6 separate regions of the Mus musculus genome follow, and all the other regions are linked to region 4. Evidence: chromatin contacts called from public promoter capture Hi-C data. All regions are on one chromosome and are shown on one strand. Each heading gives the region's core, a stretch centred on a gene start, on an enhancer-like site or on the middle of the called end of the contact. The rest is flanking DNA. Distances are from core to core; before and after follow the strand shown.

Region 1 (3,669 bases), core at 34-2,533, 1.3 Mb before region 4:
TGTCCCTACTCAGTCCTGCACCTCACCATATTCCTCCGTTGACACTCACCTGGACCCCTCAGCTAGCTTCAATACTCTGTGTCTTTCTAAATGAGTTCATCAATATCTAACTGTGGTGACTTTTCCCATTTATATCAGCTCTGTCTGGATGTAGTAAAACCTCACTGAACACAGAGGTTTGTGTAATCCTTTGCAGGCCTTCTGTAGTCTAAGTATATACAGATATACAGTGTGCCTATTCATACACAGAGACATACGGTGCAGTGATGTGTGATCTGATAGTAGCTAACACTCAAAGAACCTGTCTTTGGATGGAGGACATTGTTGCTCACTTGAGATTCAGGACATAACCAGTGTGGTAATTCTGTTACATTGCAATTTGAGGCCAGCCTGGGATACACAAGGTCTCTGTCACCAGCCCAGCTATAAAGGGAAATCAAGGCTGATGGCCAGTTGCAGCCAATAAATCAATGTAGCTTGTGAATTTATTATTATTCAATAGGTTCTAACATTCTAATAATAATAACGAATAATGTAATTATTATTATTATTATTATTTTATTAGCCAATAGATTCAATAGACAACTGTGTTTTGTCTTTGTATGGCATAGCATCCTTATCACAGAGGGAAGCATAGAAATTTGGATTTAATAAATGGCCTAGTGATAACCCCGTCATTTAGGAAGCACTGCTTATCCAGAAGAACGTGTGTCATCACCTGGAAGAGTCACACTATTGCCTTCACTACCTCTCCTGGAAATACCGCTAAAGGATCTCTAAATCCTACAACTGGAACAAACAACAAATGCAGTTTAACATTTTCTCAGGCAGCGGGCAGGCCCTTTTAAGGTGAGGAAAACTACGCTACTGTATTGACCTTTAAACAGCAGGCAACATTCTCTCAAGTGGGTCAAAGTCAGAAGAACTGACACCATGAAATTGTTCCTCTGGGTGTAGTGTTAGTCCGGGTATAAAAATCCTTTAGCCAAGAGAGGAATTACTAGTAACAGTATATTTTTACAGTAACGATAATTTAAAATAGTCATTTGGCCTTGTAGTGCTATCTTACTAAAAAGTGAGACTGCCTCCGTGCGGAATGTTTTTCCTCAAGTGAATTACAACAACCCTTTTCCTCCTTAACTTCAACTGGAGCACTAAGCTCCAACAACAAAAAATAGAACCAGAGAGAGGGATTGATTGAAGTACTTCCCAGCCAATCCGCGATGGAAAAAGAGCGCGCGAGCAAGGTGCTGTCCAATCATCACTCGGAGGCGGGGCGGAGCCTTTCGCGCCTCCGCCCCTGGGTTGGCGGACAGGGGAAGGAGCGAAGATGGCGGAGTGAGGCGTGCCCCGGGCAGCTGGCCTGCGGGCCCGGGGCAGGCCTCCCGTGAGAAGCGGAGTACTTGTGCTGGACCGTGTGAGGTGAGCTGAGAAGTCCGTCTGTCTATCGGGAGACGAGCAGCCGGTGGGGCGGCACAACTCGGGACGGGGTAGCGGCGAGCCTAATGAGGGAGCCGGCGAGGCCTGGGCCTGACAGGGCTTTGCATTCGCAGCCGCGTCCGGTCGGCTCCGCCGCCTCCGGGTATGTGGCCGCGTCCTTCCCTTACCAGCGCTCCACGCCCTTCCTTGCGCCCTTCGCTTTGGCCGCTGCGTGCTTTGCCCTGGTTCTCTGAGTTGCACGTACGCCGGCCGTATCGGGAAGCCGCTGTGTGCACCTCCCTTTTATTTTTCTAAGACTATCTCTGTATTGTTTGACCCTTTACCGAAGGCGTCACCGGTTGAGGTTGACAGGCCTGTTGCAGCTCTGGGCATTTTGTGTCCCTGGCGCGTTGACCTTGAGATTTGCTGTAAGAGGCTCCCTCTGGTATTTTCATTTGAGTATGTGTATTACAGATAGACTCTTGCAGCCTTTACCTCATACTCGCCCCTGCCAAACTTTTATGACCGTAGTAAGCAGCTTTGTCCTTGGACGTCCTGATAATGCCCTTATGGCGCATTAGTTTCGGCAAACGGGTCTCAGTGGAATTCACCTATGTTGATTTCTTACCCAGGATCAAGGGAAACGGCTTACGATGCTTTTCTTTTCGTTTTTTTAGAACTATAGTTCTGGAAGTACTGCTGGAATCTCATTTGTGTAGTTGGTGTACACTGGTGACAGTGTAGTACTAACAAGATATTTATATTTGATTCTTATTTAATTTTATCTCTTTGTAATTGGGAGCCCCCTTACTTTTATTGGTATTCAGCTAAATTCTCGGAAAGTCTTTGCTTCTGAATTCTGGATCGGGGAGACATTTGCTGCGTGTGTTGGTGCTCAGGGCCAGAAATTTACATCTATCAAAACCTTGTTTCAGAAATAAACTGGCATATTAGTGAGAGCCAGTTCAAATGGAAAAATCATAATGTGAGTGAATGTTTGTGATAGATTATATGGTTTTTGTTAGCCCTAGACTTAGCAGAGCTGAAGCAGGAAGCACTTGCTTAGGGGGTGAAAAAAAAACCAAAAAACAAAACCCCTCCCCTTTAGCACAAGTAGTTTTTCTTTTTAATATGATCCACAAGTAGAAAAAAATAGGTATGAGCCAGAGGAAGGGAATATAACATCCTTCCTCATCTTAAAAAAGAGAAAGTCGTTTGCTTTCCACTAAAAGACAGCTCTACATTACGGGAGGTTTTCTGCGGAGTTACAGTTTCTCGCCCCTCCAGAGAGACTACAGTATCATATACAGTATCATAAACTCAGAGTTGCATAAAGCTTCAGAACTTCTCCAAAAATGTTATTGTTTAAACACTAATTCCACTAGAGGTGTACAGAAAGTGACATTATGATTATTCCTTTAGAATACTTATGAGAGTGAATTTTTTTAGAATAGATTGGTTGGAATATCTTTGTATACTTAATACCTGTAGTATCAGTAAAGGATATGTAGATCCTTGCTTTGGTTTGAATGAAGATGCCCCCATAGGCTCGTATGTTTGAATACTTGGGCCACAGTAGGTGGAACTTTTTGGAAAGAATTAGGAGGTCTAGGCTTGTTAAAGGTGTGTTTCACTGGCGTCAGGCTTTGAGGGTTCAAAGACTCAGAGCCAGCCCTGCTAGGTCTCCCTCTGCCTCCTGCTTGCTGTTAGAGATGTGAGTGTAAAAAAATGTTTTCTTTTTTTTAAGAATTACCTTGGACATAGTGTTTTATCACAGTGATAAAAAAGAAGCCAAGACACTTATCTTTATGTTCTTTTTATTTTTAGGAACCATATCACACAAGATGAATATTTTCCTGACCTTAGGTGCTTTTATATTCAGCTCAACATTCTGAACTCAGGACTTGGCACGTAAGTAGATAGAGATAATCATCCCAAGTCCTGTTGTAGCGGCTTGAAAGGCTCCATAGAAGCGACATACTAAACTGTTAAGAGCAACAGAAGATGAAGATAAAAATGAGTACAAGCCAGCTACCATGGCTCACCTTTATGCCCAGCTCTTGGGACCTGGGGAACTGAGGTGAGGATTGAGAGTTTGAAGCTAATCTGGGCTATTCTGGGTAGCAAGACATTTGTGTTAATAAATAAAACCCACAAGACCTAGTTATTGAGAATTATTATCTATATGTGCACATGTGTATACACACACACACCTGGCTTCTATTTTGTTTTTTAACCAAAGCAGTTACA
Region 2 (3,397 bases), core at 365-2,864, 1.1 Mb before region 4:
GGAGGAAGCAAGTGTTCAGACTGTGGTTTCCTTTCTCTTTTGCTTTCATTCCTCCCACACACCTCCTCCTCCTCCTCCTTTTTTTTTTTTTTTTTTAATTCCAAAATCTATACAGAAGCTGAGTGGCAGCTGCAGGCACTGTGATGACCTGGGCTGTCAAAGCCTCCCCATTACTCTGGCATGCAGTTGGAGATCCCATGGCTACAAGCAGCCACCGCCCCTGGAAACACCCCCCCCCAACTTCTCCCTTTATCAGTCAGTCATCTAGAGATCTTCTCTCTTTGCGAAAGGTTCTCCTCCTCCCTCTTAACTTCTGGCTGAAGAGAGAAAAGGCAAGTCTCATACTTAACCCTGGGCTTGCCCCAGCAATCCCAGGGTTGTTGTTCTAGGTGTTCCATGACAGGACCCTCAATTCTTTTAGGGGAAGGCAGACAAGTCTGGCTTCTGCTCACAGTAGCCTTGAAGTTCAGCTGAGCACCTGCAAGCAGAGGCCAGAGACCCATTCAGAGATGACAAGAAGGATTTCCAGTGTCTGAACTTCTACATCGGTGTTCTCTTTTCAGTATGCAGCCATAACTCTAGGCCGTGTGAAGTTTTTCTTCTGTTTACAGATAGGGAGATGGATAGAAGGAGTGAGCCAAGATAGGGTGGCCCGAGACACTGGCTGTCTATTACAACACTAAAAAACACTCGCATTTTTGGAGCACCAAGACTTTTTCGTTCCTTTCATGCTGGGCATGGAATCCAGTTCTAGTCGCGTACTACGCAAGTGCTCTACCGCTGAGCTACGCACTCAACACCCATCTCTAAAATTTTACTCTCAGAGCAACCCTGCAGCTCCGCGACGAAGGAGATTCAGCAGTTCAGAGAGGCGAAAGGACTCCTTTTGAAACCACAAAGCTCCAAAGGGGCAGGAGGGGGAGGAGGAGAAGAAACAGCTAGTGGGGGGCTGGAGAGGGGCGGTGGAAATGCAGGCCACCACCGGCTGTGATACTTGGAGAGAGTCAGACTCCGCCTCTTGACCTTGTTCTCTGCCCGCTGGGAAGTGGAGAGCTTCGAGGGGTGGGGGTGGGGAGCAGTCTCAGCTCGACCCTGGCCACAGACTCTAGTTGGGCACACTCCTTGAGGTGTGGCTTCCTTGGGTGGCTGACGGCCTTGAACTCCGAATTAAGGGGCCCAGGCCAGAGAAAAGCCCCAGAGACTCAAAAGACTTTGACCAGGAAGGTTGGAACACGGAAAGGAGCCCGAGGAAGCGAGTGAAAGAATGGGCACAGCTTCTTCCTGTGCAGATTAAGACCTCTGGTTCCCATTGAAGGAATCCCTCAAAAGCCGCGGGAGGGCACTGGGCTCAGGTGCGGGGCAGGTCCCTTCTGCCACCTTGAGGGCAGGTCTAGAGATAAGGCGGGGGCCGGACCTGGGACTTCCACGTTACACTCGGGACACTGCAAGCCTCCTGCAGCAGCGAGGGCCCCCGGAGGCCCGCGCTTTCTCAGAAAGTGAAAGGAGTGGGCGGGGGGCGCGGCCGGGGCGGGGCGCGGCCGGGCGGGCGTTGCCGAGGCTCCGCCCCGGGGCAGTCCCAAGCCCGGGGCGCTGAGCGTCTACAGTCCCCGCCGCGCCGCGGGCTGGTGGGCTCGGCTGCGGCTCCGGTGCCGGGAGATGACCCTGCCCGGGCGCCCGACGGGCATGGCGCGGCCACGGGGCGCGGGGCCCTGCAGCCCCGGGCTGGAGAGGGCTCCGCGCCGGAGCGTCGGGGAGCTGCGCCTGCTCTTCGAAGCGCGCTGCGCCGCAGTCGCCGCTGCAGCAGCCGCAGGGGAGCCCCGGGCCCGCGGGGCCAAGCGGCGTGGGGGACAAGTGCCCAACGGGCTCCCGCGTGCTGCCCCTGCCCCGGTGATCCCTCAGCTCACTGTGACAAGCGAGGAGGATGTGACCCCGGCCAGCCCAGGGCCGCCAGACCAGGAGGGGAACTGGCTCCCAGCTGCGGGGTCGCACCTGCAGCAGCCACGCCGCCTCTCCACCTCGTCCCTCTCCTCCACCGGCTCCTCGTCGCTGCTCGAGGACTCGGAGGACGATCTGCTGAGCGACAGTGAGAGCAGGAGCCGCGGCAACGTGCAGCTGGAAACCAGCGAGGACGTGGGGCAGGTACGGGCCGCGGGGGCGGGGCCAGCGGGGGCTGCGCGCCGGGGACTCCGCTCTCTGCTCTGCTCTGACCGGCTTGCGTTCCCCGCCGAGAGCCCAAGCGGGGGACAGGGGGCATGGGGGCGGAGAGGGAGCCCAGGACGACCTCTCGCCTTGGTTCTTTTTCGGGGGCTAGGCAGGCGATGGTAACTGAGTGCCTGGGCGTCTAAAGGAGGTTGAGGAGTACGCGACCCACGGAGCGGGAGCCGGCGGGTCGGCTGGCGTACCTGGGTAACTGTCAGGTAGGGCTGGAGAGATCAGAGCGGGGTAGCCTTGCCCCGGGAGCCCTGAGAGAAAAAGGGGCGCGTGAGCTTTTCCCTCTCCTCCCCCTCTCGGTGCCGCGGCCCCACCCCCGCCGTTGCCACGGTTTCCCTCTCTTGAGTGGGAGTGGAGCGGAGCTCCTGGCTCTGCTCCGGAGCCGCTGCCGTCTGCTCCCCGCGCGCGCACGAGGCGTGGATGCGGGAAGGGAGGGGCGCAGGGCTAGAACCGAGCGGAACCAAGATCCACCTGCTGCGTCCCCCCTCCTCGCCCTGGCCTACTGCTCCTAAGTGTCCTGGGAAAGGTAAACTGAGGCTGACAAGAGCTTGCTAGTCTCTGTATGGCAATGTGAATGTTCCCGGGCCAATTTAACCGGCAGCTATCACCAGCCAGTGTGAGGTGAAGTCATTATTCGTGGTATGGCCCTCCTTGACTGGAGGTTGAACTCAGGGCCTCAAACACAGTAGGCAAGCACAACCACCACTGAGCTACATCCTAGCCCTCTTTTCTTGACACTAAATTGCCAAGTTACAGTGAAACACAGTCTATAGCCTATTCGGGCCTTGAACCTGCGATCCTCTTGTGTCAGTAATCTCCCTTGTTTTAACCATGGCCAGATAACTAAACTAACTGCCTGTGGACTGTGCAGCGTTGCTCTAGATGCATTTTACGCAAGCGTTCCTCGAGTGGAAAGAGAGAGAGAAAAAAACCGGGAACGCCCCGCTCTGCCCTGAAGGCCGCGTCCTGGCGACTTCGAGAGTAAGACGCGCGCCCAGGTTGCCTAGACACCTTGAGAAGAGCGCCGAGGTGTGGCCTGGGCCTTCTGGAACCTGGCATCCCTGCACACTAGGATTGGACCGAGGGAGGCAGTGTAACGACTCGAAGTGGCACTGTGACTCAGAGACTTGCAATACAAAAGAGAAAAGAGGGTGGGGGACTCACAGCAAGGATGTCGTCCCCCCAC
Region 3 (3,348 bases), core at 128-2,627, 1.2 Mb after region 4:
GACAGGACTTCTCTGTGTAGCCCTGGCTGTCCTGGCACTCTGTAGACCAGGCTGGCCACCACGTGTGCCACCACGCTGGGCGGATGCTTTCTTTTATAGAGCGTCATCTCTCATTTTAATAATGCTGTCGAACAGCTGAGCGTGGTGGCGCACGCCTTTAATCCCAGCTCTCGGGAGGCAGAGGCAGGCTGATTTCTGAGTTTGAGGCCAGCTTGGTCTACTGAGTGAGTTCCAGGACAGCCAGGGCTACACAGAGAAATCCTGTCTCGAAAACAAACAAACAAACAAACAAACACAAAAAAATTGCGGTAGAACATTTCTTGAAAGACCACCTTATAAAATGTTTACTTGTAGACGAAAAATACACAAGAAACGGAAAGTACTAAGAATGGCTGATGTGTGTCTGTTTTTTTTAAAGACTTAAAACCTAAGCTCATGCCTTTAATCCCAGCACCTGGGAGCCAGCCTGGTTCACAGAGCGAGTTCCAGGACAGCCCAGGCTACAGAGAGAAACTTGTCTTAAAAACAAAGCAAAACAAAACAAAAAACTTTAAAAACAATGAATATATTGGAAAATCAGACAATATCTAAACTAGCTCCTTCCTTCTTAATGTCCTTACTGGGAAGCCCTGTGCCAAGGGGGAGAGAATTTTGCTCCTTTTAGGTTCTTTTTATCAGTTTACCTGTTAGAATGCACTCAGATGAGCACCACAAGCCTTCTCTCTACCAGAAATGCACCGGAGCACAAGTCACTTGGTTTCTCAAACTCCAGCTTCACCAGTGCCTACCGCGGGCAGAAAACTGAAACTTCCGTCGTCGTTAATGCTACCTTTTTAACATCTAACCTCATAATGCTTCTTTTTGTTGCAGCCACTGCACTGTGTCGAAATCTGTTTACATAACTATTTTGCTACTGTGTTGAGGACAAACTAGAATAAGCCTGGGACGGACCACGGAACTCCGAAATGTTTTCGCCAAAACAATCACCGTGCAGGACTTCGGGTGATCACCGGAAGGGAGAACCAGGGAGACTTGGAGTATACTTCCATCTCCGTGCCCGAATGCTAGGAGGCCACGGGATATCTGCCCTGTCCACTTCCTCCTCGCTGCTCGCCTGCTGCCGGCTCACGATCAGCCAGCACTAGAAGACCCACTCGCTAGCCGAGCACCGCCCGACTCACGCGTGCGCACTTCCTTTCTCTTCTCGCGGGGGGTGGGGGATGAGGGGGTGAGGGGTGTGGCTTGGGGGGACCAGGCTGGTCCGCGTCTCCCAGCCCAGCGTCGCCCCACCCCGCCCGCCCCGCCCCTGCCGCGCGCGTCGCCCGTGGGGCGGAGCCTCTGCCGGGCGCCCAGTCAGCCACTGTCCCAGCCTGCCCTGCGCGGGCCAACGAGAGCCAGCCCAGTGACTCACCTCTGCCGCGCTAACTCTTCGCAGCTCTTCCCATCGCACACGCTCACCCCCGGTTCGAGATGGCGGCGGCGGCGGCGGCGGCAGCGGCGGCGGGGGACTCAGACTCTTGGGGTGAGCAGAAGTTCCGGCCCAAATGCGGGCTGTGGCGGCCCCGCTCCCACGCGGGTACTAACGCGACTCGCTCTCTTCCGTAGACGCGGACACGTTCTCTATGGAGGACCCGGTGCGGAAGGTCGCGGGCGGCGGCACGGCCGGCGGGGACCGCTGGGAAGGCGAGGACGAGGACGAGGACGTGAAGGTAGGTTCGGGCCCGGGAGCCAGGCTACGCCCGTGGGCGCCGGCTGCGGGCGGGGAGATCGGGCCCCCGGGGCGCCGCCCGGGCCTGCGGGCCGTGGGTCCCGCGTGAGCTTCGGCCCGGAGGTTCCCTCGGCTGGACGGCCATGTGGGCAGCAAGGCGGCAGCTTGTCCGGCCGGACTCTGCGGAGGGTGGTGACCGCCTGGGCCCCAGCCCTTCACCGAGGGTCGGCTCTCTGGCCTGGAACCTAACTGGAGACGAGAAGTGACAGCAGCAGTCCGGTCGGCCCACGTGCTATCTTCGCAGTCCAGAACCTCTCACCGAAACTAGGCGAACAGATCGGGAACTCGGTTTCAGTGTTTGTCCCATATGGAAAGTCGTGGATCCGCTTTTCCTAGTTCGGCTCTCCCATGTGTCAGTAACTTAGGTATGATTGTGAAGGCCGGTAGCTCGTTTGAGCGATTAGATGGAGAAAATACATTGAATTTTCTAAACTAGAATTGGAGTAGTAAAACAACTTTTAGCTCTCCCTTCCCCCACCCTGTGGTAAGAAGGATGAACTGAGAGCACTGAGATAACCATCGGGTTAGTGGACAGAACTGTGAACTCTGAAAAACAGAGCTAACAGTTATTCATCTACACAGGGACAGACAGGCTTAGAAAAAAACCCCAAAGAGTTGGTGGTTGTGGTAGACCAGGGGCCAGTGGTTTGTTTGTTTTTTTTTTTTTTTGTATTGTAAATTCGAGTCCTATTCACCTTTATTGTTCTTAAAAACTCTCACGGGCTCATCTTACAGCTTTAGATATACTGTTTGGATTTTTCATTTTTACTCTGAACTTTGCTGAAGTGTATGTCTACTTTACCAGACAGCCTGAATTTGAGGAATGAAGTGATCTTTGTGTACATTGAAGTTAATAATGAAGTTAATAATAGTGCTGTTGACTGGCTACTTACGTGCTTTCTTTATCTATTGTATGTATACACTTGGGCATGGTTTGTTACCGACCTTATATTATCCTATCACGGCAGATTTTCAGTTTTGACTTTTCACTTTTCCTAGGAAGTAGAAGTTAGGACATCTTATAAAGTTAAAGAAGTTAAAGTTGGGCTGGAGAGATGGCTCAGCGATTAAGAGCACTGACTGCTCTTCTGAAGGTCCTGAGTTCAAATCCCAGTAACCACTAGCCACCCATCTGTAATGAAATCTGATGCCCTCCTACAGTGTACTTATATGTAATAATAAATAAGTCTTGGGAAAAAAAAAAAGTCAAGAGATGGGAGTAAGTTTAAAACAAAACAGGGGACAGTGGGGGGAAAGTAAAGGAGGCGGGAATAAATGCCAAAAGGTTGTTTAAAGCTTTCAGTAATGATGCCATGTAGTATCTACCTGGGGTTATGGAATGTAAATGGTGTCATTCCTGATGTTTATAATTCGTATCACTTAACAGTGGTTGTGGACCTTCCTGGTGCTGTGAACTTTTAGCTTGTATTTAACATGTTGTGGTGACCTCTCCCAAGCATAAAGTTATTTTTTGCTACTTTATAACTAATTTTGCTGCTATTATGAATTGTAAATATCTGATGCAGGATATCTGAGCTCTGAAAGGGTTGTTGGAGACCCACAGTGAGAACCACTGTAAG
Region 4 (3,274 bases), core at 116-2,615:
TACTAAATAACATCTTCCCATCATATACAGGTTAAAATAGAATTGTCTTCTTTAAATGTTAAAGGACAGCTTCCAAAGCTAGGGGAGAGAAGCCTATCAACTTTAATCCAAAGCAAAGTACAACTCAATGTCATTTTTACCTCTAAGGCAGCGCCACAACTGAAACAAAATGAACTTCATTTAAGGATCAGGTATCCTAGCATCCCCATGATTATTTACTTCTCTGACTCGACAGTGCGTATATGTAGGCTCTTTTGTCCCTCTTTTGGCATCCCCGCGTATCAACAGCATCATCTTTGTCAAAGCAAATCCCTCTGGTCATTACTTCAATACTACAAAGTCCCGGCCTTCCTTGTTACCACACAAATGAGATTCGGTAGTCCCGTCACTCTTCCATTACAGTGGGAAAAGCAAGATAGAATGAAACGCTCATAATTTCAAAAGACTCCTCTCTGCTCGGTCCTGGTAGCCAGAAGAGTCATGAGTACAAGTGATATATGGGTCACCCACAGAAACAGACGAAGCAGCTTCATGAACCTCCAAGTTCAGGGAAGGCACCCAAAGCCTCCGGGGAAATGGGGCAGAACCAGAAAGATCTGTGGGATGAGGATCAATTTGGGTCTGGCGTCGCCTCAGGGCGTGGGCATAAGAAACCCAGGGGTCTCGGGCAGTCTCCCCTCCACGCCTCGGTTGAGCTGAACGAGGGATGAGGCGGGCGCAGGGAAGCTTCTTGGAGACGCCCTGGGGCTCGGGGGTGTGTCCTACCTGGGCCGCGGCGGACGCAGGATCTCTGACGGAGGACGAGGGTCTAGCTCAGGGTCCGCACCGGCAGGAGTCACCGCTCAGCAGGCGGGCCCGCCACCGCCTGCCCATCCCCCGCCGCCCACTGCGGCGGGACCGGAGCGCGGCTTAGACGGCCGGCGGTCCCTTCGGATGCCGTCCGCGTCTAAAGGCGGCGGCAGCGGCTGCGGGTATTGCTGCGGATTGTCCCGGGCCGCTGCTCTCGTGCCAGCCCCTGCTCCTCCTCCTCCTCCTGCCGCCGCCGCCTCCTCGTCCCTACCGCTCCCATCGCCGCTGCGGCGACTACTGCAGCGCCCGCTGACCCGGCCCGACGTTACTCTCCCCCCCGCAAGCCGCACAGCCTAGCCCACCCGCCCTGCCAGCGCGCACCGCCCACCTCTCCGCCGCGGGTGCTGATTGGAGAGCACGTTCCCAGCCTGTGGCGTCGGTTGGCTAGTCCCATTGCCTATCAGGAAGGGGGCGGAGAATTGGGCCGAGAGTGTCTCCGCCCCCCACCGGAGAATTGCCGCTATCTTCAGGTTTGCCTGAGAGGGCGAGTTACCGGGAAAGGAGCATCACAATGACAGTGCGCGTGTGCTTGGGAATTCTGGGACTCGTAGTTCCAGCCTCCGCTGCAACGGCCGGCCTGTCCTGAGGAGAGATGTAAGGCGCAGTGCTTCTGAGAGCCGACTTCAGTAGGTGTTCTCCTAGCTCAGCGTGCTTATGGCCACAGAGTTGGGCCCTTTGGAAGAAAATTGGTAATGCTTTGTCACTGAGGCGGTCGCGTCGAGAATCGTGAGGCCGGGTCATTGCTTAAGGTCTACTCGCCTGCTCAGACCTAGAGCTGCCAGGATCTGGGAAATGGGCGCTGTCCCCTAACCTAAGCTGCTAACTAGGGCCGGGAAACCCGAAGGTATTGGGAGAAAAGAAAGGAGTTACAAAGATGTCAGCCTGGCGAGGGAGTGCCCATTCACAACCCACGAAAAAAGATTTCATTGGCTTTTTGATAAAGACAATGAACAACTTTCATGTGGACCAGTCTGGGACTCTAAGCTTGGAGTTTGCAGGAGTGGCTCAAGACACACAAAGACTAACTATGAAGGGTGGGACACCGAGGCTGTATGGGAGACGTATTTCATGTTGAATGTGCCAAGCTCTTTGGTGAAAAAAAACAAAACAAAACCTAAGAGTAAGTCCCTCTTCTTTCTTTACTATCCATTATATAGACATTAAAAATTAAGAATAAACTTTACCAAGATCACAAAACTGATGTCAAAACCAAACTGCGGACCTATTCCATATTGTATGCCCAACGTTCTTTTTTCCTTAACAATTGCAATGACTGCCACGAGTTTGCCAGGAACAGAGAGGATGCAATGGTATGAATTGTAAAGGTTCACTTTTTGTTTTTGTTTTTGTTTTTGTTTTTGTTTTTCGAGACAAGGTTTCTCTGTATATCCCTGGCTGTCCTGGAACTCACTCTGTAGACCAGGCTGGCCTCGAACTCAGAAATCTGCCTGCCTCTGCTTCCCGAGTGCTGGGATTAAAGGCGTGCGCCACCACACCCGGCTCAAAGGTTCACTTTTACTTTCAAATATTTTCTTAGGTGACAAAAGTGTTCTTACTGTTAAGGAACTACCATCCTCTTTATATTCCTTTACAAGCAGGAGACATCCTTACTGCCTGTCATGTGCAGACTCTTGGACAGAAACCAAAACAAAAGACAACTGATGGTGAGGTCATCTTGTTCTATTCAAACATGAAGGCGTTGCCAGATTGTTTTGTTTCTATTGATGAAAGTTGGAAAATGCTTTTTTCCCCCATTATTCAATACAGACATGTGCTACAAAAACAGGTAGAATTTAAAAATTAGGTTAAGATACAAATGGGTTTCATTGTGGAATCTTCATTGTTTTCTTTTAAAGATAGGCTGTAGCCCCCATGAAGCCCTGAATAGCCTCAGTTTTTTGATCTTCCTGCCTCAGTCTTGGGCATGCTGCAATTACAGCTTCCAGCTGGCATCTTGACAATCACCTTGTAAAATAAGCCAAGCCGGAATCAGCTAGCTAAGCCATTCCCCACATTCAGCCCCACAAAAATATGATACAATAAATGTTTAAGGTTTAATCTGCAGTATCAAAAATAAATGTTTACTATTATCTTCAACACTGGTTGATTGTGTGGCGATAACTACTAATACAGAAAGATTTGGGAAAATAGGCAGTGATGGTGCACACCTTTAGTCCCAGCACTCAGGAGACAGAGGCAGGCGTTTCTCTGTGAGTTTGAGGTCACCCTGGTCTACAGAGAGAGTTCCAGGACAACCAGGGCTACACAGAGAAACCCTGCTTTAAAATAAAAAAAGAAAAGAAAAGAGATTTGGGGAAATAAAGGTGAAATAGAAGACTGACTCAGGTGTGCGGATACTCTGGATACATGAAGGAACAAAACTCAGACTTAAGAAAAATCTTACAAAGTAGTCAGTAAGATTCAG
Region 5 (3,530 bases), core at 869-3,368, 1.2 Mb before region 4:
CCTCTGGAGATGGTTTAATAATCAACAGATTTTACGCAAAGGTAATCTTTAAAGTTCATTGAATATATTATAGCTTTCTTTTCAACAATCCTGTGGTAGATGATACATTTAAAAGGTCCTTACCAGAGGCATCAGACTTAAGGGTGCCTAGAAACTCAGGAGTTTCTGTGGTCCTTTTAGATAATCTTGGCCATGGACTTCATGTGAGAATTTGCTGGGGAGCAGATGTCTAGTATTTTCTGTTAGGTAAAACTCTTCTGGAGTAAAATGGTACCTGGGTCTTATTTAGTTTGTTTCCATCAATGTAATTCTAAACATCTCTTCAAGTAGCTAATAGCAGAGAGTGTTTTCTCTCTATGGATGGTATTATATTAGGTATACATATATATTATATATACACACATTACACACAAATGACTGGGTTTTGCTATGTAGTCTAAGCGACTGTTAATATGTTATTCTTCTGCCTCAGACTGATGAGTTCTTCTGGGGCTGTTACTATTTTGAGGCATGAACATTTGTTATTGCTTTTTTTTTTTCCTTTGGTTTTCTGAGACAAGGTTTCTCTGTGTAGCCCTGGCTGTCTTGGAACTCACTCTGTAGACCAGCTGGCTTTGCCTCCCAAGTGCTGGGATTACAGGCATGTGCCACCACTACCCGGCTATTGTTGCTTTTAATGATGAATATTAAACCTAGAGCCTTACATATGCTTGTAAGCACTACTACTGAGCTATATCCAATACTTTATTTCTTCTTATTCCTCCTCCTCCTTCACCTTCTTCTTCCTCCTCTTGCATTTCAAGACAGGATTTCTACGTACAACAGCTCTTGCTGTTCTGAAACTTGATTTGTAGACAGGCTGGCCTGGAATGCAGAGATCTGCCCACCTCTGCCTTTCAAGTCCTGAGATTAAAGGCATGGGCCACCATTGCCTGGTATTTATTTATATATTGATTGATCGACTAAGACAGGGTCTTAGCCTTGGACTCATTATGCAGACTTAGGCAGGCCTTGAACTTGTGTTCCTTATGTTCTTCCTGTCTTAACCTTCCAAGTATCTAAAAATATGGGTTTATAATTACCACACCTGGCAAGGGATGTGATGTGTACTGTAGTTGAGCTGAGAAAAATAACTTAGAGAGTCAAAGTGGGATAGTAAGAAAGCAAGACCTCATCAACTTAGTCGAGAAAGATTTGAATTCTAAAGTTGTCTATCAGAATGAGTGAACCAGTGCGTTCTAAGACTTGAGAACAACTTCAAATTGTAACTGTTAATACTCCCTAATATAAACCCTGCTGCACATAAATAATATATAAAAATGCATTCCCAGCGTTGACCTTTTTGTCAGATGACTTCAAATTCAACGACATAAAACATTTCCTATACAGCCCTCTTCCCTTCCAAACCTCTGTCATATTTTCTTGACAAAGCTCACACTCATCTTCCTAAATCAGAATCTGAAACCTCTGCCTCCTCTGCGCCCCAACTAGCAAATAATTCAGAACCCATCTATTTCTCTATTCTCATTCTCTTCCAGTGTTGAAGTCACTGTCGTTCCTTACCAAAGACCCAGGACACTCAAGCGAGTTTGAAACTACTTAGCATAGCTCATTAAATTACTGCTTTCTTCCCGGGCCACCTCTCTGCTCATCCCACACCCCGACACCTGGTCCTTCCCTACAATGAATCTGAGTTCTCCGATTATCGCTGGAATAGTCTTCCCTAGTTTTTGGGTCGCATTTAGGCTGTCACTAATAACAGCCCAGGCAGGCGGACTCTGGCTCCTCCACCCAAGCTCTCAGCAATTTCCAGGGGCTGTCGACTATGCGGGTGGTCCCTGAGGCCGCATTCCAGGGCTGGAGATGGATGAGTTTCCTCAGAGTGGACCCTGGTCCGGAGGCTCAAATTCGCTTCAAGTAGGGAACTCCTGGGCAGCCTACAACTCCAACACTGCAGAAGCTTCCGGACAGCTAGATCAGGGAGCGTTGGTCCGGAACCCTCGGGCGCGTGGCTCCGCCCCTCGCGCTGCGTCGGAGGTGGGGCGGGGCGGGGCGCCAGGCGCCGGCGAACGGCGTGCGCCAGGCGGGGGGCGGGGCTAGGGGCGGAGCGGAGCGCGCATGCGCGGTCGCCTTTGTGTGGGTCGAGCGGCGGCGGTGGCGGCGGCGGTGGCGGCGGCGGCAGTGGCGGTCCCACTGGCAGGCGGGCAAGAGGGGAGTCAGGGCGGCGTCCGGCGTGGAAGCCGGGGGACCACCATGGTAAAGAAGCGGAAAGGCCGTGTCGTGATCGACTCGGATACGGAAGACAGCGGCAGTGACGAGAACCTGGATCAGGTGAGGGCAGGCCGCGGAGGCGCGGGCCGGCAGAGCGGGAGGGCTCAGTCCTGGCCACGGGAGCTGGGAGTCGCCCGGCCCGAGCGCCCGGCCAGCCTGGTGTCCGTCCCGCTACTGTAGTCCCTTCCTGTCTCCCCGCTGAATCTTAGGCCCTTGGAGCCCGGGCCAGGCCTGGAGACAGAGCCCCGAGGACTTGGCGCCTTGGGCCGGGAGGCGGGGCAGGGAATTGGGCTGATGGGCCTCGGGGTTTGGGGTACTGAAGGGGGCCGCTGTCTGCTTGGGCCGGATCGGGACGTCATGACTGCAGGCAGGGAGATTCGGGCTGGGCGAGATAGGAAGTATCGCCCGCCAACCCCAATGGCTGAGAGATTTTGGAGGAGGTGCAAGGGTGAGCATGGGGCGGTGGGAGGGAAAATTTGTCTAGAAGGTGTGGACTCTGGAAGGTGAAGTTTTTCAGACCAGGCATGTGGACATAGGAGAGACACCCATACATGTCCCGAAGAGCTTTCGTGGTGCTTGGGGTGGGGGGGAGACTATGATCATTTACGGTCGAAATGGGTTCTCGTTGGGATGTCTGACAAAAAACTCTTTGGAGGAGGAGAGAGGGCAGATAACTGGAAGTTTGAATTGTAGGGCAGCAGAGAGAGACTGTGTTCCAAGCGCTCAGCCTCTTTTATGCAGCAGCATAGAATTCTTTTTCACTTGAAGATCTGAGAAGTACTGAAAGTAACTTGTGGCTTTAGCGTCTTGGAGTACCCGGCATTGCTTCTGTACTTTAAAAAAACACTGCAGGGAGGAAGCTGTTTGTGTAGTAGTACTCTGATGGTATCAGGAGATGATTTCCTCCATGTTTCATGAGTAAATGACATAAAGGAAGGGTAGGAAGCTTTATAAATGGAGTAGATTGAGTACTAAACTCAGAATCTGTAATTCTGATTCCTAATTTCTTTCTAGCCATTTACCTTTGGTTTCCACTGTAAAATGGACATATAATATCAGCCTCATGTATTGAATTGGACAGTTGCATAAAACAAATGTTTATAATAAAAAATGTTGGTATAAACTACAAAGTATTTGTATAAAAGGCTTCTTGGGAGTCCTTAGTAATAGACTAGAGGTCTCAGGTTTAATTAGGACTTGAAAAGGGAGGGCTTGCCTGGTCTACAAAATGAGTCCAGGACAGAGAAACCCTGTCTCAA
Region 6 (3,451 bases), core at 635-3,134, 1.6 Mb before region 4:
CGTTGTTTATATATATATATATATATATATTTTTTTTTTTTTCCCGGAGCTGAGGACCGAACCCAGGGCCTTGGGCTTGCTAGGCAAGCGCTCTACCACTGAACTAAATCCCCAACCCCGTTTATATTTTTTAAGTAGGGTCTCTGTGCTGTTTTTTTGTCTGAGACACACACACACACAATAATAGAAAGAGGAGGAGGTGGTGGAGGAAGAAGAGGAGGAGAAGGAGGAAGAAGCAGCAGGTGGTGGTGGTGAGGATTATGATTTGGGGTTGGAGAGCTGGCCCAGTCTGTAATGTGCCTGTTCTGTAAGCAGAGGATTTGAATTTGGATCCTAAGCATTCAGGTAAAAAGCCTGGATCCCAAAAGCAGGGCACGGGGCATCCTAACATTTGGGAGGCAGATTTATCGCTGTGAGTTCGGAAAAACTAGCCTGATCTACATAGAAAGTTCCAAGACAGCCAGGGCTACATCAACTTTTCTTCGAGAGAGAGAGAGAGAGAGAGAGAGAGAGAGAGAGAGAGAGAGAGAGAGAGAGAGAGAGAGAGAGAGAGAGAGCGAGAGAGAGAGCCGGGCATTGGTGGCGCACACCTTTAATCCCAGCACTTGGGAGGCAGAGGCAGGTGGATTTCTGAGTTCCAGGTCAGCCTGGTCTACAGAGTGAGTTCCAGGACAGCCAGGGCTGCAAAGAGAAAGCCTGTGCTTTACGAGTATTTATTTCTACATCCATTTTTGACTTCAGCCAAATCTTCAGGAAGCTTTCTGAGCAGGATGACCACAACTTTACTGAAGAATCCAATCACCCTGATTTTCTGCCCCAGAGCACTCTTTCTGACACTCAAGCATTGGACAAGCAGTCCAGAAGTATAAGAGCATTGATAAGATCTCTTGCTGGGCGGTGGTGGTGCATGCCTTTAATCCCAGTACTGGGGAGGCAGAGGCAGGCGGATTTCTGAGTTCGAGGCCAGCCTGGTCTATAAAGTGAGTTCCAGGACTGCCAGGGCTATACAGAGAAACCCTGTCTCGAAAAAATAAATAAATAAAAAGGATCTCTTCCCCCCCCCCACCTTAAACACGTTAAGACAGCTGACCTTAAACTCCACAAGAAACTGAAGTTGACCTTAAATTCCTGATTCTCCTCCCTCCAGCGCCCAAGTGCATTACAGGCTTGGATCACTATGCCCAGCCCGGTGGGCATTACTTTTTATCCAATGAACTCCCCTGCGTGTACTGTCACTATTGCCACCACAATCTAAGAGTAAATAACAGAAACCTTAAGTACAGCACTTGAGATAAGTGGACCCCCACACCACCTGCTTTAACCTTCTGATCCTCTTGTTTAACCCGCTAAGCAGCACGCACTGACAACATTGGAACATCTGATACTTAAAAAGAGGAAAAGAAAACTGAGGCCTCTAGGTTCTAGGCCTCAACGTCAAATCCAGAAAAAGAAGAGGGGCTGAGGGGAGGAGTTAGAGCCTAGAGACTTTTCTTCCTAGGATCCCCCTGAAGTTAAAACAGACTAAAACCAAACACCTCCAGACAGACAGGTAAAACGTTCAGCGTACAAACTGATGCTGCGCAGGCGCAAAAAAGCAGGCCTGGGCTCTCAGGTTCAACCGGCCTCCAAACAGTGTGGCAGAAGGGACAGCACGGTCACACAGTTCAGAGTTCTCAATGCCTCCCTCCCTAACCCAGTCCTCAAGCCTTTCAGGAAGTGCCCGGAGGCCCCCTTTTTAGTCATTGGCCGTCCCTCGCTCCGGGTCCAGGATAGGGCGGAGCATAGAAAGCCGGAGCCAGGCGCGCGCCCTGACGCGAGGACCGAAGAACTGCTTTGCCTATCAAGTTCTCACCTCTTTGTCTGCCGCCTTCTCCTCAATGCCGAGCAGCGCGTACAGATCCATTTGTAAGAGCTCTTTGGTCACCGCCATGGTTCTAGTCCAAACTTGAATTGATACTACAACTCCCAGGAGTCTGAGCGTGTGCGTGGGCGCGGGGCTTACTCGCTCCGAGCCGGCCCAAAAGCGCGCTAAGCCTCCTGGGATGATGCCTTCCGATTCTCGTCTGACTGGCTGTGGAGGAGCGCGCTGCGGAGAATGAACTACGACTCCCAGCATGCCCCACTCCGCTGCCGCCCCGCCTTGGTGAGTGCAAAGTCAGAATTCTCCGCGCTGGGCCGCCCCTGGACAGCGCCGATGGGCGTGTGGGACTGGGCTGCACAACCTGAGGGTCTGAGAGGCCTACCCTGCGCTGGTGAGAGGCTAACCTACCAATTCTGCAGCGCCGAGAACTGCTATGGAGAGCAGGTGCTACGGCTGTGCTGTCAAGTTCACCCTCTTCAAGAAGGAGGCGAGTGTACTCCCAGAAAGCCGAAGGGCCAAGGGAGGACGCGGGGCGAAGGGAAGGGAGTTGCAGGCTAAAGACCGTTTGACGGCTTCTTTTCAGTTGTGTGGTTTTGATGAAGTAACCCGGTTAACCTCTCTGTAAAGTGGGTCGGATGCCCACCCGTTTCCGGGTTAAGATGATGGTCTGATGAGGTTCAGTGAGGTAAAAGCACTTCCTGCAAATCCCGATGACCTTAGTTCGAACCCCAGGACCCACATGGTGGAAGGAGAGAACTCCTGAAAGTTATTCTCTGATCTCCACACACATGCCATGATATGCATATGTCTGCACGCATACACTCACAAAGAAATAATGTAAATTAAGAAAATGTAAAGTAGCTTCGGTGAGGTGCTGTAGCTGAAAAGACCCTAGAAATTGTAAAGTTTCCAAAAGCTACACTTTTTTTTTAAATCTCCACCTACATTCTATCCACTCCCCTTCTCTCCATCTCTGTCTTTAAAGTCATCCCATGCATGCCGGTTGCTCTCTGTTCTGAAACCTGCCCCGTCCACAGCTTGCCCTTTTCTCCCCAGGGCACAATGAAAAAGCCTTCTTCTCAACCACATTCCCCTTGTGAGCTGCAAGGGAAGTAAATGGGACGAATTCATGGTGTATAGGATTGGAGCACTTACATATCAATTTTGGTGTCAGAGTTCAAATTTCAGCTGCCCTGTCTTATTCAAAGAATGATCTAATTGAACGGTCATGTAATTTCACTGGCCCCTGTTAAAATAGAGATAATACTGGTGGGCATCAGGATCAAATATGATGACGTATGTAAGTGATGATGGTTATAACAAATGATGAATTTTAAGGTGCAGGCTTAGTGCCTGGCACACACTAAGTACTTAATAATTGAAGCTATTGTTACAACCCTATCCTGAGGCGAACCTCCCACCATCTCTACCAGAACAGAGAAAGCACGGGATCTGCACCCAACTCTGATTCTTTTTGTTGACAAGCCAGGGACCTGACACACTGGGCCTTGTTTGTCTTTGCACTACACCCCCATGGTAAGAAATTGAAAATGGTAGAAAGCATGTGAATTTTGCCTGAAGTTTTATCTA

What was found. Promoter capture Hi-C pulls out the DNA fragments that hold promoters and counts their contacts. Capture Hi-C pulls out chosen DNA fragments and counts their contacts.
Region 1: a contact with region 4 is called in a promoter capture Hi-C map of liver, with 5 times the contacts expected there. The contact joins the promoter of Oip5os1 here to the promoter of AV039307 in region 4. A contact is called at or near these places in 2 of 39 promoter capture datasets (liver and pre-B cells).
Region 2: a promoter capture Hi-C map of hippocampal neurons shows a contact between it and region 4, with 3 times the contacts expected there. The contact joins the promoter of Itpka here to the promoter of AV039307 in region 4. A contact is called at or near these places in 3 of 39 promoter capture datasets (hippocampal neurons and liver) and 2 of 115 datasets of contacts at active chromatin or transcription factors (astrocytes and pancreatic cancer cells).
Region 3: a contact with region 4 is called in a promoter capture Hi-C map of liver, with 3 times the contacts expected there. The contact joins the promoter of Eif3j1 here to the promoter of AV039307 in region 4. A contact is called at or near these places in 3 of 39 promoter capture datasets (liver and pre-B cells).
Region 5: a promoter capture Hi-C map of pre-B cells shows a contact between it and region 4, with 2.5 times the contacts expected there. The contact joins the promoter of Rtf1 here to the promoter of AV039307 in region 4. A contact is called at or near these places in 4 of 39 promoter capture datasets (cranial neural crest, liver and pre-B cells) and 3 of 115 datasets of contacts at active chromatin or transcription factors (astrocytes, kidney and pro-B cells).
Region 6: a promoter capture Hi-C map of liver shows a contact between it and region 4, with 3 times the contacts expected there. The contact joins the promoter of Zfyve19 here to the promoter of AV039307 in region 4. A contact is called at or near these places in 3 of 39 promoter capture datasets (liver and pre-B cells), 1 of 484 Hi-C or Micro-C datasets (B cells) and 1 of 9 other capture datasets (liver).

The regions. Positions count from the first base shown.
Region 1 is chr2:119,593,013-119,596,681 of GRCm38.p6, forward strand. Oip5os1 (Opa interacting protein 5, opposite strand 1) reads left to right here and starts at 1,284. Exons shown (of 3, transcript NR_027832.1): 1 at 1,284-1,422; 2 at 3,247-3,330.
Region 2 is chr2:119,740,723-119,744,119 of GRCm38.p6, forward strand. It overlaps Itpka (inositol 1,4,5-trisphosphate 3-kinase A), which reads left to right and starts at 1,615. Exons shown (of 7, transcript NM_146125.2): 1 at 1,615-2,139. The coding sequence starts at 1,657. It overlaps Gm25857 (a small nucleolar RNA gene), which reads right to left and starts at 234; the gene lies at 106-234.
Region 3 is chr2:122,027,203-122,030,550 of GRCm38.p6, forward strand. It overlaps Eif3j1 (eukaryotic translation initiation factor 3, subunit J1), which reads left to right and starts at 1,378. Exons shown (of 8, transcript NM_144545.4): 1 at 1,378-1,522; 2 at 1,606-1,709. The coding sequence starts at 1,471.
Region 4 is chr2:120,849,291-120,852,564 of GRCm38.p6, forward strand. AV039307 (expressed sequence AV039307) reads left to right here and starts at 1,366. Exons shown (of 4, transcript NR_038350.1): 1 at 1,366-1,475. It overlaps Ttbk2 (tau tubulin kinase 2), which reads right to left and starts at 1,128. Exons shown (of 16, transcript NM_001024856.2): 1 at 766-1,128.
Region 5 is chr2:119,672,950-119,676,479 of GRCm38.p6, forward strand. Rtf1 (RTF1, Paf1/RNA polymerase II complex component) reads left to right here and starts at 2,119. Exons shown (of 18, transcript NM_030112.2): 1 at 2,119-2,331. The coding sequence starts at 2,119.
Region 6 is chr2:119,206,836-119,210,286 of GRCm38.p6, forward strand. Zfyve19 (zinc finger, FYVE domain containing 19) reads left to right here and starts at 1,885. Exons shown (of 11, transcript NM_028054.3): 1 at 1,885-2,348. The coding sequence starts at 2,295. It overlaps Dnajc17 (DnaJ heat shock protein family (Hsp40) member C17), which reads right to left and starts at 1,960. Exons shown (of 11, transcript NM_139139.2): 1 at 1,853-1,960. The coding sequence starts at 1,930.